2 separate regions of the Mus musculus genome follow, and region 1 is linked to region 2. Evidence: chromatin contacts called from public promoter capture Hi-C data. All regions are on one chromosome and are shown on one strand. The core of a region is the stretch at or near the end of the contact, and the rest is flanking DNA. Distances in the headings are between cores, read along the strand shown.

Region 1 (7,032 bases), core at 440-2,939, 370 kb before region 2:
TGAACCCCACCTTAGACACACGCGCTTCCTTCTGCCTGTCTCCACACCTCCATTTGTACTGCTTGCCCCCCCCTATCACCCACAGCCCCTCAAGGGGCACGTCTAACAATTCTTTTTAACCACTTTGCTACCCAATCCTCCAGGTCTCAAAACTCTCACCCACCCCACCCCCAGCCCATCTCACCACGAAGCCCCGATTCCTCCCTAAAGCTTCTCTGGCTGGACAGGTTGGCCTCATAAATGTCTAGGGCCTGACAAATCTAAAAAAGCACTGCCAACTTAGCAAATGCTCAGTATAGGATGAATTAAATAGAATTTATAGAAGATATATTCTACCAAGACCACAGACATTTTACCATCTCAAGAAACTTTTCCATATTTTAACAAAAATCCAAATTCAAAAGCATTGTATGACATACTGGGCAGACCACCAATCACCCGTTAATCCATTTATTTCAAACGTTCTACAGCATGCTTCTCTGACATGGCACAACACACAACTCCTTAGCAAGCATCACTCTCACCGCTCCAATGAAACAGAGACATTTCCTCTTTGTTAATAAAACCCAATTCTAAAAGCCTTACCGTGGTCAACATGAGCCAGAACACAGATATTCCTAATGTTGGCAGTGTTCTTCTGAAGTCGAATCATCTTATCAACACCACTGAGCACCATGGTTATTTCCTGGGACTAAACATTAAATGCAAATTAAAAATGGTACAAAATCTAGTGGGGGTGGGGGTGGGGGTGGTGTGCACAACAGCGAAAACCAAATGGACAAACTGAGAGGGAGATGCTGATGCTGACAAGTCGCCTCAGATTCCTTAACTGAGAACCCAATGAATGTTTAGCCACATCTATTTCCTTCTGGCCCTGAGGGGATATAGTCCTTTAGGCCCATGTTCCATGGTAAAGTCCACACATCCTGCTGACAGTACTTGTGGGGTGAGCTGGGAGTTTCCGGATCTGCCATGCGATGAATCACGCAGTTGGGAGCCAGGTGCAGAGGCGCCCGGCTAAGTCACACTCACACTCACATACATACATACATACATACATACACACACACACACACACACACACACACACACACACACCAGAGACAGACAGTCAGTCTCTCTCTCTCTCTCTCTCTCTCTCTCACACACACACACACACACACACACACACACACACCCTTCCCTACTTCAGTCCCTCCAAAAGTCTGCCTTTCTGTCAAGCTTGCTGGCTTTTATCAGACATGAGAACTTCGGCCCTGTGACTGCACTGAGTGTCCTTAAAAGTTTTTGGATCACGTGCCTAGGAACACACCAGGTGCACGACACACCTTCTACCCCTCTCTCCAATTAAAAGAAGCAAATCGAGGTCTGCATGCCCTTCCTCCTCTTGGGTTCCTGGAGTCGCTGCCGCTGAGAGTACCGGGTCCCTATAAAGTGCAGCCGCTCGGGACACTCCTCGCCCAGCCCAATCGACATGACCCCCCCGGGTCTCCGTCACCGTCTGGTCGCCGGCGTCCCTAGCAAGTCCCCCCACTCACCAGCTCCACGCCGCACCTCACCCACGCACCTAAGACTCCAGGGGTAGCTCAGACCGGAAGTCGCAGGAGCCTGGGGGCGGGGCCTGTGGGCCTGTGACCTCTGACCCGCGCGCATCTAGAACATCACCGGAAGCCACGTCGTTTCCCTTCAACTTGGAGTTCCGCGGTCGCCTTGACGACGGCGGACGCTGTAGCTGCTCTGAAGTGTGCCAGCCTAAGCCTGCGGAGGGGGACGCTGGAGCGCAGAGCATGAGGAACTGGTGTCTGTGCCAGATTTGCACCTGCGGGTAAGAAACGTCCGCCCGGTGTGGCGTCCGCAGAGCCGCGAGCCCCGCCGCGCACACCCCCTAAGGACTCCCTTGCCTGAACCGGAGGAGACCCCTACTCCACCCCCACCCCCCACCCCCCACCCCCGACCTTATGCTCTGCTAAATGCTGCCCATTTCCTCTGCTTGGCTAGCTCCTGGGCAAAACTTATTTTCTTTGCATTCCCTGAGGCTTCCCATCCAGAGATTTAAGCTAAAATACAGTTCAGATCAGCTAAGTAGTATGAGCAAATATGGCTGGTAAGTGATGGAGTCACCCACCGATTCTATTGGTTAACTTAAAAGAACAGTATCCATGGTATTTCGTTTGCCACCCAGAACCTTCCATCCTCTAAACTCTATTTTTATTCCTGCCAAGGCAACATTTTCCTGAGGCCTTTCTGACAGACAAAAATGGCAATAGTCCTCACCGTAAACCTCAGGTTTGGTTTGTAAGTCCTGCCTAACAACTTTACATCACCAGTAAACACATTCTTCTCTATCCTCAAGCTTACTGTTTACCCAGGGGTTAGATCACCTTTGATAAGTGAATAAGAGTAACTGAGTAACGCCAAGCCCTTTGTACTTGTAATCCCCTTCTAAGGGCAACCAGCTACAACACATATTGATTGAGAGCAGTTTCTCAGCCCCTTTTGTAATAAACATTGTTTGTATGTTTGAACAGATGCAAACATAACTTTTAAGGCTTGAATCTGCAAAATCTTGTATGTAAGAAAAAAAATGTATTTGAATCTGAATTTATCTACAAACTAAGTTATTTTCCCATCCACCCATCAGGAAATTCATTATATTAGGGACTTTACATTCTTCAAGAATAATATCACCATCCACAGAGCTGGGGGGACTGCCAATGTAAGAGGAATCCCCTTTAGGCTTTGAAGCATGGCTAATAACTTCTGCCGAAATGTCCCTTGCAAACACTTAGTTGCAGCGAGAGCACTGCCTTAGCTGCTTTCAGTTTTATAACTGAGGTACAAGAATCTTTGACAAAATGGGTAGTTACTATGACATACATAGTTCCACTCAGCCAATGGTTTTTAAACTTTGGCTACCTTCATGAGTCATTGTCTCAAAACGGGGCAAAGATTCTTCACCATCATCCCTCCCCATACCACCTCTCATCTTTTGCCTCCTTTCCTGTTGGAAGGAAAGATGGAAGATCTGTCCATATTCATTTGTTGTTGAAGACTATCTGTTAGGTACATTTGCACCACTGTGGTAGCACTGTGGTAAAAACAGCGAAGGAGAGGAGGTCTGTTTGGGCATACAGTTTGAGAGGGTGCAGTCCCTGGCAGTCAAACATGGTGGGGTTCTTGTTCATGTAACACGAAGCAAGACTTTTTACATGCTGGCAGACCAGGAGGTAGAAAGCCTGTGGAATCAAGACCCAGGCTCTCATCTTCCAAGGGCTGCTGTTTACAACTTATTTCCAGGTAGAGGCCAGCTTCCAAAAGCCTTCCAGAGTGTTTCCATCAGCTGGAAAGCAAAGGTTCAAAATATGTGAACATCTCAGATTCAAACCATGATGCCATCTTTTCTCTCTTAGGGAACTAAAATTTAATTCCTTTGATTTTCCATTAGGGACGTCTGATCTCATCATTTCTGTGAGCTGGTTGGTTTGTTTGTTTGTTGTTTGTTTGTTTGTTTCAAAAAGACAGAGAAGTTTAACAAGTGTAAACAGCTATAACTGGCAGCAAAAGTATAAAGCGGAAGGGAAATTGCACACGTTAGACTAGGAGGATTTTGCTTTCTTTTATAATTTCTCTGCACTGTTATGTTTTATACTTGTCCACAATCTTAGGTAAGTTATATTGTGAATGCATTGCTTTTGTGGACAATAAAAACACTGACAAATTCTAAAGTTTTGACTTGTGTTTTGTTAATCACCGCAGCTCTATCAGAACTTTTATATGTACGTGACCTATGCACTCTGCTCCTGGATTTTCCAAGTATCTTGGACCCTGCATAGGACAAAATCACTTCAGCACTTTCCAGCACCTCCTTTGCAGCAGACATTGCTGAGTCTCATGAGTCTTCTGACTTTAGAGTTTCCTAGACATGGAGGACTAGAGGAGCTGTCTAACCAGGATGCTTCACAACAACTCCCAGCTCCACTCTCTCTTGGCCTCTACTGTATTCTGTGTCCCACAAAAAATAAATAATAAAAATGGACTCTGCTCTGCCTTCTTCCTTTTGTACCTATCCTATGATTCAAAGTAACATGTTGCTATCTGTTGTAGGTGAAACCTAAGCAGAAAACCTGTTTGCCATGCATCTGGGAAGCTCACTTTCTAGCTTTCCTGCTTCAGTAGCATAAGAAGTAGCTAAACTCTTATGAGCCAACTCAGTTTGCTATGCAAGGCTTCACTATGATTTATCGTTTTTATAAACACCAGTGCAGAGGGGGAAAGCTGCGCTACGGTTCAGAAGGTGTGTTAAAGTCACTGGGGACCTGTTAAACATGCAATGACCACACAAGATGTTTTAAAGGGAAATAATGTTTCAGCTTATTTGTTTGTACAGACGGCATCGCTGTCCACATGGAACCACAAGGGTTTATGAATATTCTGACGTATCTTGCCCCACGACGGAGTATTTGGAAAAATATCCAAAATATGGCGGTGTTCTTCCACCTCAGAGCCTTAAGCCAAAGCAAGGATTTCAAGCATACCGTGGTAAAATGGAAGGAATAACCACATTTAAGTAAATATTGAGAAACTGTTTCCTTATTTTTTGTCCAACTCCTCTGGTATTAATAAGGTTTTCTTACTATTTAAATTTAACTAGTTATTTGACTTAAGTTTAACTAATTTAAGAAACAAGAAATTAGTTCACAACTTGAGAAAAGCAGAAAGATAAATATTAAGTTACATTGGCAAAGAGAAGAAAAGAGAAAAAAAAGTTGTATTGACTTTTTTAGTTAACTAAAATATCTCATGTTTATGTACTTTGCATTATTACGATTGTGTAGAAGAATGCCTCTGCTTCCTAATTTGTGTGTGTGTGTCTGTGTGTATGTGTGTGGGCATGTAAATATGTGTGTGTTCTAGTTTTTGCATCTGTTTGGTATCTAATACTTTGCTTGCCATGGCAATTTTAAAAGCATACAGATTTAATTTTATCATAATCCTATTTGAAATAATTTAAACTATCATTAGGCATAGACCTAATTCCTTCCATAGTTACTGCATAGATTATCAAACCCTGCTTGCTTCTCTACTTTATCTTCCCTGTTTGGAATTCTCCCTCCCTCTTTCCCTGGATATTTCTCATCTAATCTATAAATATCATCTAAATATTTTCCTTTGCCAATATCGTCTCTGCCATCCCACCTTTTTTGTTTATCTTTTGGGGTCAGGTAAACTTCCGTCTCATAACTTCTGAAATACCTTCCCAGTGTTATTGGATTCATTTTAGTGCTCTCCACCTGCAGGATGGAAATCCATTGTTTTCTCGGCATTCTGTTTTCAGAAAGCTTGTACAATATCCACTACCTAGAGTAGGTACCCAACATTCCTAAAAGCAGGAGCTTAGTACTTAATATGAGTCATTCATGGTGACTCATATTAACTAGAAAATAGAAGGGTGGTTTATCTGCAGTATAAAGAATAAGTATCATTCCATACTGCATGTTTCTATAATACAGGAAGAAACTTGTGAACTTGTATAAAACTTTATCTTAATAAAATAATTGTAGCTCCGTTAGATGACTGTCAAAATTGACAGTATGTATCTTTAACTCTATGATGTACATTGTGTGATTGTCTATCTTTATAAGGAAACTAGGTAATAGACAGGTTAACTAAGTTACCCAAGGTTATGCATCTACTAAATGACAAAGCCAAGATTTGGATTTAGGCAATCCGACTAGCCTTGGATCTCTGGTTTTCTCCATTCCATGGGACTGTCTTAGCCCCAGAAGTACCACCTCCATCATAATAATGGAATATAATATACAAGCTGGCTAGATTATAATTTCATTCCCATGCATTGTCAGGGCTTCTGAGAGATCCAAAATCTTAGAAAGACTCACATCTGTCTGAGCCATAATTGGTGATCAATTAGACGATAAGCAGGAAGATATTGTGACTTTCATAGGAGGAAACTATGCCTAAGTACAGTCTATGTAGGAGAATGTGGCTTTTGGAAAAGTGACTACAAAGCTAATATTGACAAATTTTTTTAGCTCATAAAATTTTTCACTTCAGATTTCTTTCTATATTAGATTTAAAAATCCACCTACTTGAGAATTTTATTCACTTAAGATCAAATTGAAGAGCTGTTATTTCAGTTTTTAAAAACTAGGATTTTCACATTTTAACTTGTTATTGAATAGAACCTTATAAAAGAATTCAATTGTTTATTTCAAATAATCAACTAGTATCATTTTAATATCTCCTTAGATTGTTCATTTTAGACAAAATTGAAGATTTCAGTGCTGAAATAATCAAAACAGAAGAACCAGTAGGCTGTGTTTCACATATATGCATGTATATATTTCAGGTCAGATTATCGCCCTTATGAAATAGTCAAGCAGCCTCGCCACATACCTGAAGAATATAAACCCAAACAGGGGAAAATTGATCTTGGTACTACCTACAAGCGAGATTTTAATCCTTACAAAGTACAGCCTTTGATAAAAGTCCGGCCTGTGGAAAGACAACAAGTTAAAAAAGGAAAGTTGGACACTGTCCCAACTTATAAAGGTAACCTGTCATTGTAAAAACAAAAGGGTTCCAAACCTAAAAATGCCATCTTTTACCTTTACAACAAAATTGTCATCTTGTATTGTCATACTTAGCCACAGTGGTTAGAAAAGAACATTTTTGTTGTTGTTGTTGATCAAAACAATATTGTTAGCAAAACCCAGTTACAGACAAATAAAACTGGCTCATGGGAGTTAGGAGCCCTAGACTCTTCTCCAAATGTGCCCCCTAAGTTGTCTGTATCTCAAAGCATATGAAAAGCAAAGGACATCACTGAGCAAAGATATATGTTACACTTGTCACTTTGTCAGTTAGTATTGTCCTTTCACCCTGTCCTTCCTATAATGAGTTGAAACTCAGCTGAGAGTGTTGGAGTTGTTGAAAAGAAAAAACAGCAACTGTCCTCTTGATTCAAATTACAGATCAACCTGCAAAACTATGGAATTAGTAGATTGTCAACTG
Region 2 (7,547 bases), core at 3,763-6,262:
AGAGACGACTAACCCTAACCCTAACCCTAATCTGATGCCCTCTCCTGGTGTGTCTAAGGACAGCAACAGTGTACTTATATACATAAAATAAATACATAAATATTTTTTTAAAAACTAACAATTTTTAAAAAGTAAGATATGCAGGAAAAGGCCACCAGTCAGATCTTAAAAACAAAAACAAAAAACCCACAGGGTGACAAGGAGAATCTTGTGACTGTTAATCCATCCCAACCTATGTATGGCCCAGACTGGCCCTGGGGACATGAGAGTTTTAAAGAAGACTATGGAAACAGCACAAAAGAAGTGTGTGTGTGTGTGTGTGTGTGTGTGTGTGTGTGTGTGTGTAAGAGAGAGAGAAAGGAGAGAGACAGAGACAGAGACAGAGTCAGAGACAGAGACAGAGACAGAGTCAGAGACAGAGACAGAGACAGAGACAGAGACAGAGACAGAGACAGAGGGACAGATATCCACTTCCCTGATACCTAGCTTCTAACTGCAACAGTTCAGCTGTAACTTCAGTGGGAAACAGGCAACTGTGTGCTAAGCAGGAAAAGCAAGGTGGGGGTATTTTAAGACTCCTGAGTCCTCAAACATGAAGGGAGTCATGTTTAAAACAGTTATTTTCCATGGTGATTATAAGTAAGCTGGGTGGGCAGCGTGCATGGGAAAGTGAAGGAGCTAAAGCCCCAGGCGGCATCAGGAGAACATGAGTGACTCCATGCAACACAAGAGACAAGAGTCATCCACACTTCTTACTCTCAATTATGCAAATAGATGTCACCCGAGTGGAAAACACAACAGGGAGTGGTTTCTTTAGGAGCAAGGACTGAGTCTGGGGGTGAGAAAGACCTGCTGGTTCTCACTGCTGTAACTCTCAAGTTCCATTTCCTATTTAAGACAGATGCAGATCACACTGGTAGTTTAGAGTTTTCATTGAAAGAAAAAAAATCCTGTGATAATGCTGGGGACCACGCAGAGCTCGGCTTCTCTGGCAATGAGTGTAATGAAAACCCCTGAGCGTCAGGAGCAAGGTGGGTGAACACCAACCCAAGTCTCACATCTGCACAAACAGAAACACTGTGCGATTGTGGGCTTCAGGAATTGTCTTCAGCATCCAAGGCAGAGAGTGCTCAACACTCCACCCCAAACACACAGAAGTCTGTGAAGATCTCATTCAGAGAATACAAAAATAAGCCACAGAGAGAATGCATGGAAGTATATCTCAAAGGACTTCTGTTTAGCCTGTGTAAAAAACTGGCAAAGTTCAGCAGTAGATATAGAAATAATCCAATTATAAAATGGGTGGAGACCTGACAAGATGTTTCACCCAGAAACAGGCACAGCAGACTCACAGGCATGTGATTCTCCACAGCATTCATCAATGTGACTAAAACAAAGAAGCAAAAGCAGCCACCATTTGAGTGTCACTTGGCAGTATCCACCATCATTTAAATGCCAACAGCACAGCCCCAGCCCCAGCCCCAGCCCCAGCCCCAGCCCCAGCCCAAGCCCCAGCCCCTGGCTTTGGTGCTCAGAAATTTCGTCCCTAGAAAGTCTTGATTAGTTGCAGATAGAGGGAGATAAGGGCAGACACTGTTGCAGTTAACAGGTCCCAAGCAAAACCATGAAGTTGCTAAACACAGTGGGTCGGGCCTATGTACCACACGGACATAACCACAAGAAAGAGCAATGCATTTTGGGAAGAAAACTGCACAACAAAACGTTACTTTTGTTTAATATTATGTTAAATGTGAAATACATGTGCCAGCCACAGATAGGACAGTATTCACACACAGTCATTAGGAGAAGCTATGCCGAGGGAGGAGACCAGACGCAGTTGGAAATCATAAAGAGGACATGGGAAAAATCTTTTCTAGGTTAGCTTTACTCGAGGTTGTATTTAAAATCTAAGAGTACAGTTCTGGAGTTGGTGTCAGGCACACCTCAGGGGCTCAGAGAGCACTAACTAAAACTGCCTAACAATTGAGAAGGTATTCTGAAAGGTGTTAAACCTTTAAATATAAAAGATAACATAGCAACTGTGGTTCTCTAGCTAAGGGACAGCCTAGCGACTACAGTAGGTGGCACTGGTACACAAAGGACATCTTCTCGGGACTGGTTTTCAAATTTTGAACACATGACTATTGGCACTGGGAAAGGAGGGGAACTCATCAATCGACCAAGGACAGGACATTCTCCCGTGGCCCACTCGGGATGACTAGCTTACCTGGTGTCTTTGATGAAGAGCTGGGTCCGACCCCATTGGCATCGGTGGAACTCATGTTCACAGGCTTTGGCATGAATTCTCGCTTGGGGACTTTGGATGCAAGAGATATTCTGTAACACACATGGGTGGGGGGGGACAAGTCAGATCTCTGTCCCAAACAGCAGAGCCTCCTCAGGCCTTCGCTCTTCTTGAGGACCAGACCCGCCGGGAGTGGGAGTGAGCATGAGGACTGTGCACACTGACTTCAGAGAGCCCAAAGTGTCAGAGATACGACCAGCATGCAATTCTTCCACTATGTACTTGGGTTTCTAGTTGAAAATCATCTGAAAGAGATGTCCTCATTATGTCCTCAAGGCTTAGCAAGTGGGTACTCCCCTAGGCTAGCTGCTTTCCTTCCTCTCTGCATCCAAATGTGCTCACAGGATACCTAGATGGCCACCTGCCTACAGAAATGGATGCTTCAGGGATGGCCTTCCCTCTGTAACTACAGCACTACTTGAAGCAAAAAAAAATCCCTCTGAATTTATTCATTACCATAAACCTATGTAAAACAATTTTCTATTATTAAGCCTAGTCAAAACATACGGTAAGTTTAGCCCAATAATTTAATTAAGAGAGTTACTGCATGCACTATAAATGATATTAGCGATTTTCAGAAAGTAGGGACTGCACTGACCATCAAAGCCCCAAGACAAAGAATATTTCTTTATTATTCAAAGTATATTGTTGACTGTCATATGAACACAGCCTGGCAATGTTTTTCATGGCTCTTACAAAGTTCTGAGTGTTGCTGGCTTCCTCCCCACTCCTAGATGCTGGGGATGGAGCATACACTCGACCCCTTAACAGGTAAACTAACCCAAGCCAGCCAGGAAGCCACGGGAGCTGACTTCTGACAGATAAGCCATGGTGCCTGAATGCTCTACCTGTGGGGCTGCTTCCATGCTGCCTGAGCGAGGCAAAGGTGCTTACCGCAACTCCAGCTTGCTCTGCAGCTCCTGGAGGATCTCTGTGGACTGCCTGTGATAGTCTAATGCCGCCTCTACAAACACAGCCAGCTGGCTCACTTGCTCTACCTGTGGCAGAAGTGCAAAGTTACTCTATGCTGGCCAGAGCCCTTGGGATACCCAGAGCAAACAGGAAGCCAGTGACAGCAGCTCAGCTCTGCAAGGCGGCTTGGCAACTGTCTGAGCCCTGGTCCATGTCATCTCATCCCATCTTGGAGCCCTAGGATCATGAGGTCACATCAGAGCTGTCAAGTTGATTTGTTATTCCGAATCTGCAGTAACTTGCCCATCTCCAGTAGAAAGACAGGGCATCAAATGGAGGGATGGAGTTGCCATCCTACAGTCAAAATTCTGACCCATAATTGTTCCTGTGTAAAAGAACTGCAGGGACAAAAATGAAAAAGAGACTGAGGGAAAGGAGGTCCAGTGACTGTCTCTTACGGTTATAAAATTATATCCTGAGTGGTTTGTTTTTTAATGTTCTAAAAGTCATGGATCTAAAGATGGCAGGAAAGAGTTTCCCAACTGTAAATGAAACCAATGGTAGGCATGAGAGCTTGCTTAGGGAAATGTCCCTGTGAGTACTTTCTAGTTAAGCCAGAACAAGGAACAAAGTCAGCTAATATATACTCAGAGAAACTGGGGACATAAGGCAAGTCACACCTGTTCCAGGGCAAATAAATGTTCCCTGCGTTTCTGCTGCCATTCACAAAGCATCTTCCCTGCCACATACAGCAGAAAGGATGAGCATGGAGACCCCATTGTTCCTCTTCCCCACAAATACATACATCAGAAAGGATGAGCAAGGAGACCCCATTGTTCCTCTTCCCACAAATACATACATCAGAAAGGATGAGCAAGGAGACCCCATTGTTCCTCTTCCCACAAATTGGAATGTTCGTGAAGGTAGTGGCTGATTACAGTGGCACTTGGGGTGGGGGAGAATGGGGAGAGGATTACGGCAGGGTCCCATGTTGCCCACATTCTCCTCATACCAATTATATAGCCAAGGCTGGCCTTGAACTGCCTCCTCCTCCTCTCAAGTGCTGTGAGGTTTTGTTTGGAAGCAGTTTGTAAGAAAGGCCCAGAAGAGCTGCAGTCTTGAAGAAGGACCTGAGAGAAACCTGCATCAGGGGGGCTGAAGAACCACCACAGCAAATCAGGATTAAGTTTATTTCTAGAACCTTCTGTAGCAAGCCCCCAAAGATTGAGGTAATTCCTCCCAACCAGCCATTCCCAGTCCAAACCTCAAAACCTCCAGATCTCCACAGAGACACAAATCAAAACCGCCCGTCGCAGGCTTCGCCCAAGCAGCCTTTTCTTACATAGCATTCTAACCATCCGAGGCAGGGTCTGGTTGTTCCTCACTCCGCCATCTGCTTCTCCCTGAGGAGCCAACGGGGGAGCTGCTGGCTTCCACAGATCCATTTGCGTTCGTGTATTGTTGAGAACTCTTCCTGCCCACGTTTTACAAACACAGCTTCAATGTGTGTTTACAACATATACAGAGCCCACTCATGCCAGGAATGCAGTGGGCACACGCATGACTAAGGAAAGCCCTGGCATCGTGCTTGCCTTACCGTGCTCTGTGGCTAGGAAAACAGCCCTGGCCCTCCATTTCCCAAAACCCAATAAACAAAACAAGGACAGCCTGGGCCCTGCAAAACCCAAGGATTTCTTACATTTCACCTCTTTGGCTTTTACCAACACTTTTGAACAAGTCCAGCACCACAGCCTGACATGATCGTGGCAGATTCTGCTAAGAATAGAGCACTGCTCCCTTGCAATGCTACAGCTGCACGCTCTGTGAAAATCGCCGTGACCTCTCTGTCTCTAGAAATAGTAAGGTGTCTGTTTTGAGCCTCATTTTAACTAAGCCAGCTATCTGCAAAATTCAAAGAGGGCTAAAAGCAACCAGGTGAATAACTTGATCGTGCATGTGCAGTTCACAAATATCGTGCACGTGAGTGGGAGTCACACCAACTATGCTCTCTGACAGCTAAGATCATGCAACCTAGAACTCCATCTGGAATCCTTCCCTTAGCAGCTGACTTTGGGAAGGCGACAGATTCCAGAGCCCCTAAAAGCTTGGGAGACAGCAACATCAGCACTCCACGTGGTGCCTGCACATAAGGGGGTGCCCAGCAAAGTTACCAGACTCGGCTCTTCCTACTGAGGGCAAGTCAGATGAAGGCAAGTCAGATTCAAACTGGATTATCTCGGTCACGGTCAGGAGTCAGAAGCTTCTCTCTGCCTCCTAGGACGTGAGCTGTATGTGAACCAGCAGAGATGGCGTCTGCTTCCAAGGGTACAACTTGAACTAAATACCTTGAAGGACAGAGCCAAGCTAAAGCAACAAACTCGGGGCCTGCAAAAGCCAAAGACTGTCCAGGCAAACACACCCTCCATCGGCCACATTACGAAACTTGAAAGCTGCCTGTTGGTTTCATTTGTGGGTGAAAGCTATGAATATGCTAGGTTGTACAGGAAGGGGTACCCAGCAGATAGGTTACACTAGCAACCTTGAAACACGGTGGTATCTTGGGTTTCCAAGGTAGCCCAAAGTAACTATAAACTGTCTTTGGGTTGATAATGCAGCCCAGATGGTAGAATGCTGACCCTGAATGCACCAAGCCCTGGGTTCAACTCTCAGTGTTACCTAAACCAGAGGTAGAGACAGGAATCCCAGTGCTTAAGAGGAAGACAGAGAGGCAGAGCCAGGCGAATTTCTGAGTTTGAGGCCAGCCTGGTCTACAGAGTGAGTTCCAGGACAGCTAGGACTACACAGAGAAACTCTGTCTTGAAAAAAAAAAAAGGAAAAGAAGAAGAAGAAGAAAAAGAAGAAGAAGAAGAAGAAGAGGAGGAGGAGGAGGAGGAGGAGGAGGAGGACGACGACGACGACGACGACGACGACGACGACGACGACAACGACAGAGGGTTCCAGGTCATCCTCACTGCAATGAAGCCAAGCTAGGAGCCACAAAGCTAAGGAATTCTTGTGCTCTCCAGAGACTGCAAAGGATGACAAAGCAGGCTCTTTCCTTCAAGCCTCCAGTCCTGCCATCTCCCCCTATAGTCTAATTTCCAACCTCCAGATCAGAAGGCAATCGATTTGTACTCTTTAGCCGCAGTGCTGCTTGTGGACACTTGTTACAGGAGTCACAGAAAACGAACAACACTTTTTTCTTCTCTTCTCAAACCAAGAGAACTCTAAGGGTGGGCAGCACCACTCAGGGTCTCCATTTCCTGGAGATGGAAGCTGCTGCCTTGAGACTCATGGAAACAAACTGTTACCTTAGCTCTATGGTCCTTGGTCTTCTCTAGGCTGGGGGGCTGGAGAAAAAACAAACAATACAGACTCAACCTCCACCTATGACAGTCACCAATGCTGCATCAGAACCCATGACACCTATGCACACATGTAACTCCATAACCTCTCTTCCGCTGCAAACTGAAGAATACACTCCAGAATATGAAGCTGCTCACATATTTTGGCCCTGGGAATGAGGCCGAGTCTCGATGCCATGGGGATTAGAGTTGCCAGGAGTTGTGGAAGCTTCAGGAACAACCATGTGAGATCTGAACTTGAGGAGGACATTTGAGCCAACTACAATGGACCTGGGCTTGCCCAAAGAAGCAGGGCTCAAAGCCTACAGCCTACAAAAAGGCCCTCCACCTCCACTCTCTGAAAGAGGACTACAGAAATGGTGGCTGGGGAGAAACAGGCTGCAACACCCAAGCCAGATGCCTGGGAGGCACTGTGTGACTGGCATTGAAGTTGCCAAGCTAGCCTTTCATAGTCAAAGCACATGATCTCTGTGAGGTCATCTTCTATTTCAAATGTGGTCATTCCAGTGACTGCCCAGTCCTGTGCTTAGGATTTCTCAAAGGAGCTGGAATTTCTGGATTTTTTTTTCCAGTGAATGTGAGTTCAGTTCCATGGACTCCATATTAAAAGAAAGAAAGATATAAAGGAAGGAAAAGAGAAAAAGAAAAGCCGGGCGGTGGTTGCGCACACCTTTAATCCCAGCGCTTGGGAGGCAGAGGCAGGCAGATTTCTGAGTTTGAGGCCAGCCTGGTCTACAGAGTGAGTTCCAGGACAGCCAGGGCTACAGAGAAACCCTGTCTCGAAAAACCAAGAGAGAGAGAAAGAGAGAGAGAGAGGAAAAAGAAAAAGAAAAGGAAGAAAAAGGAAGAGAAAGAGAAAAAGAGAGAAAAAGAAAAAGAGGAAAAAAAAAAAGAAAACTGTTTGTAGCGGTGTGTGCCTGCAATCCCAGTGCTGGAGAGTTGGAGACAGAGGATCTCTGTGACTT

Evidence for each region. Promoter capture Hi-C pulls out the DNA fragments that hold promoters and counts their contacts.
Region 1: a promoter capture Hi-C map of hippocampal neurons shows a contact between it and region 2, with 2.2 times the contacts expected there. The contact joins the promoter of Saxo2 here to the enhancer-like site in region 2. A contact is called at or near these places in 3 of 39 promoter capture datasets (the 3T3-L1 cell line, 3T3-L1-derived adipocytes and hippocampal neurons), 1 of 15 datasets of contacts at CTCF or cohesin (the NIH/3T3 cell line) and 1 of 484 Hi-C or Micro-C datasets (the N1E-115 cell line).

The regions. Positions count from the first base shown.
Region 1 is chr7:82,643,185-82,650,216 of GRCm38.p6, reverse strand. Saxo2 (stabilizer of axonemal microtubules 2) reads left to right here and starts at 1,689. Exons shown (of 3, transcript NM_177894.4): 1 at 1,689-1,825; 2 at 6,368-6,570. The coding sequence starts at 1,788. Efl1 (elongation factor like GTPase 1) reads right to left here and starts at 1,603. Exons shown (of 20, transcript NM_175317.3): 1 at 1,539-1,603; 2 at 586-691. The coding sequence starts at 676.
Region 2 is chr7:82,279,811-82,287,357 of GRCm38.p6, reverse strand. It overlaps Sh3gl3 (SH3-domain GRB2-like 3), which reads right to left. Exons shown (of 9, transcript NM_017400.7): 7 at 3,200-3,303; 8 at 2,228-2,337. Among named protein-coding and RNA genes, the nearest start is that of Gm51492, 13 kb to the left of the region's middle. Within about 2 kb of position 5,012, at least 19 of the 459 cell types and tissues checked have an H3K27ac peak or open chromatin away from gene starts, as enhancers often do. A contact at or near this core is called in hippocampal neurons, where this site is marked.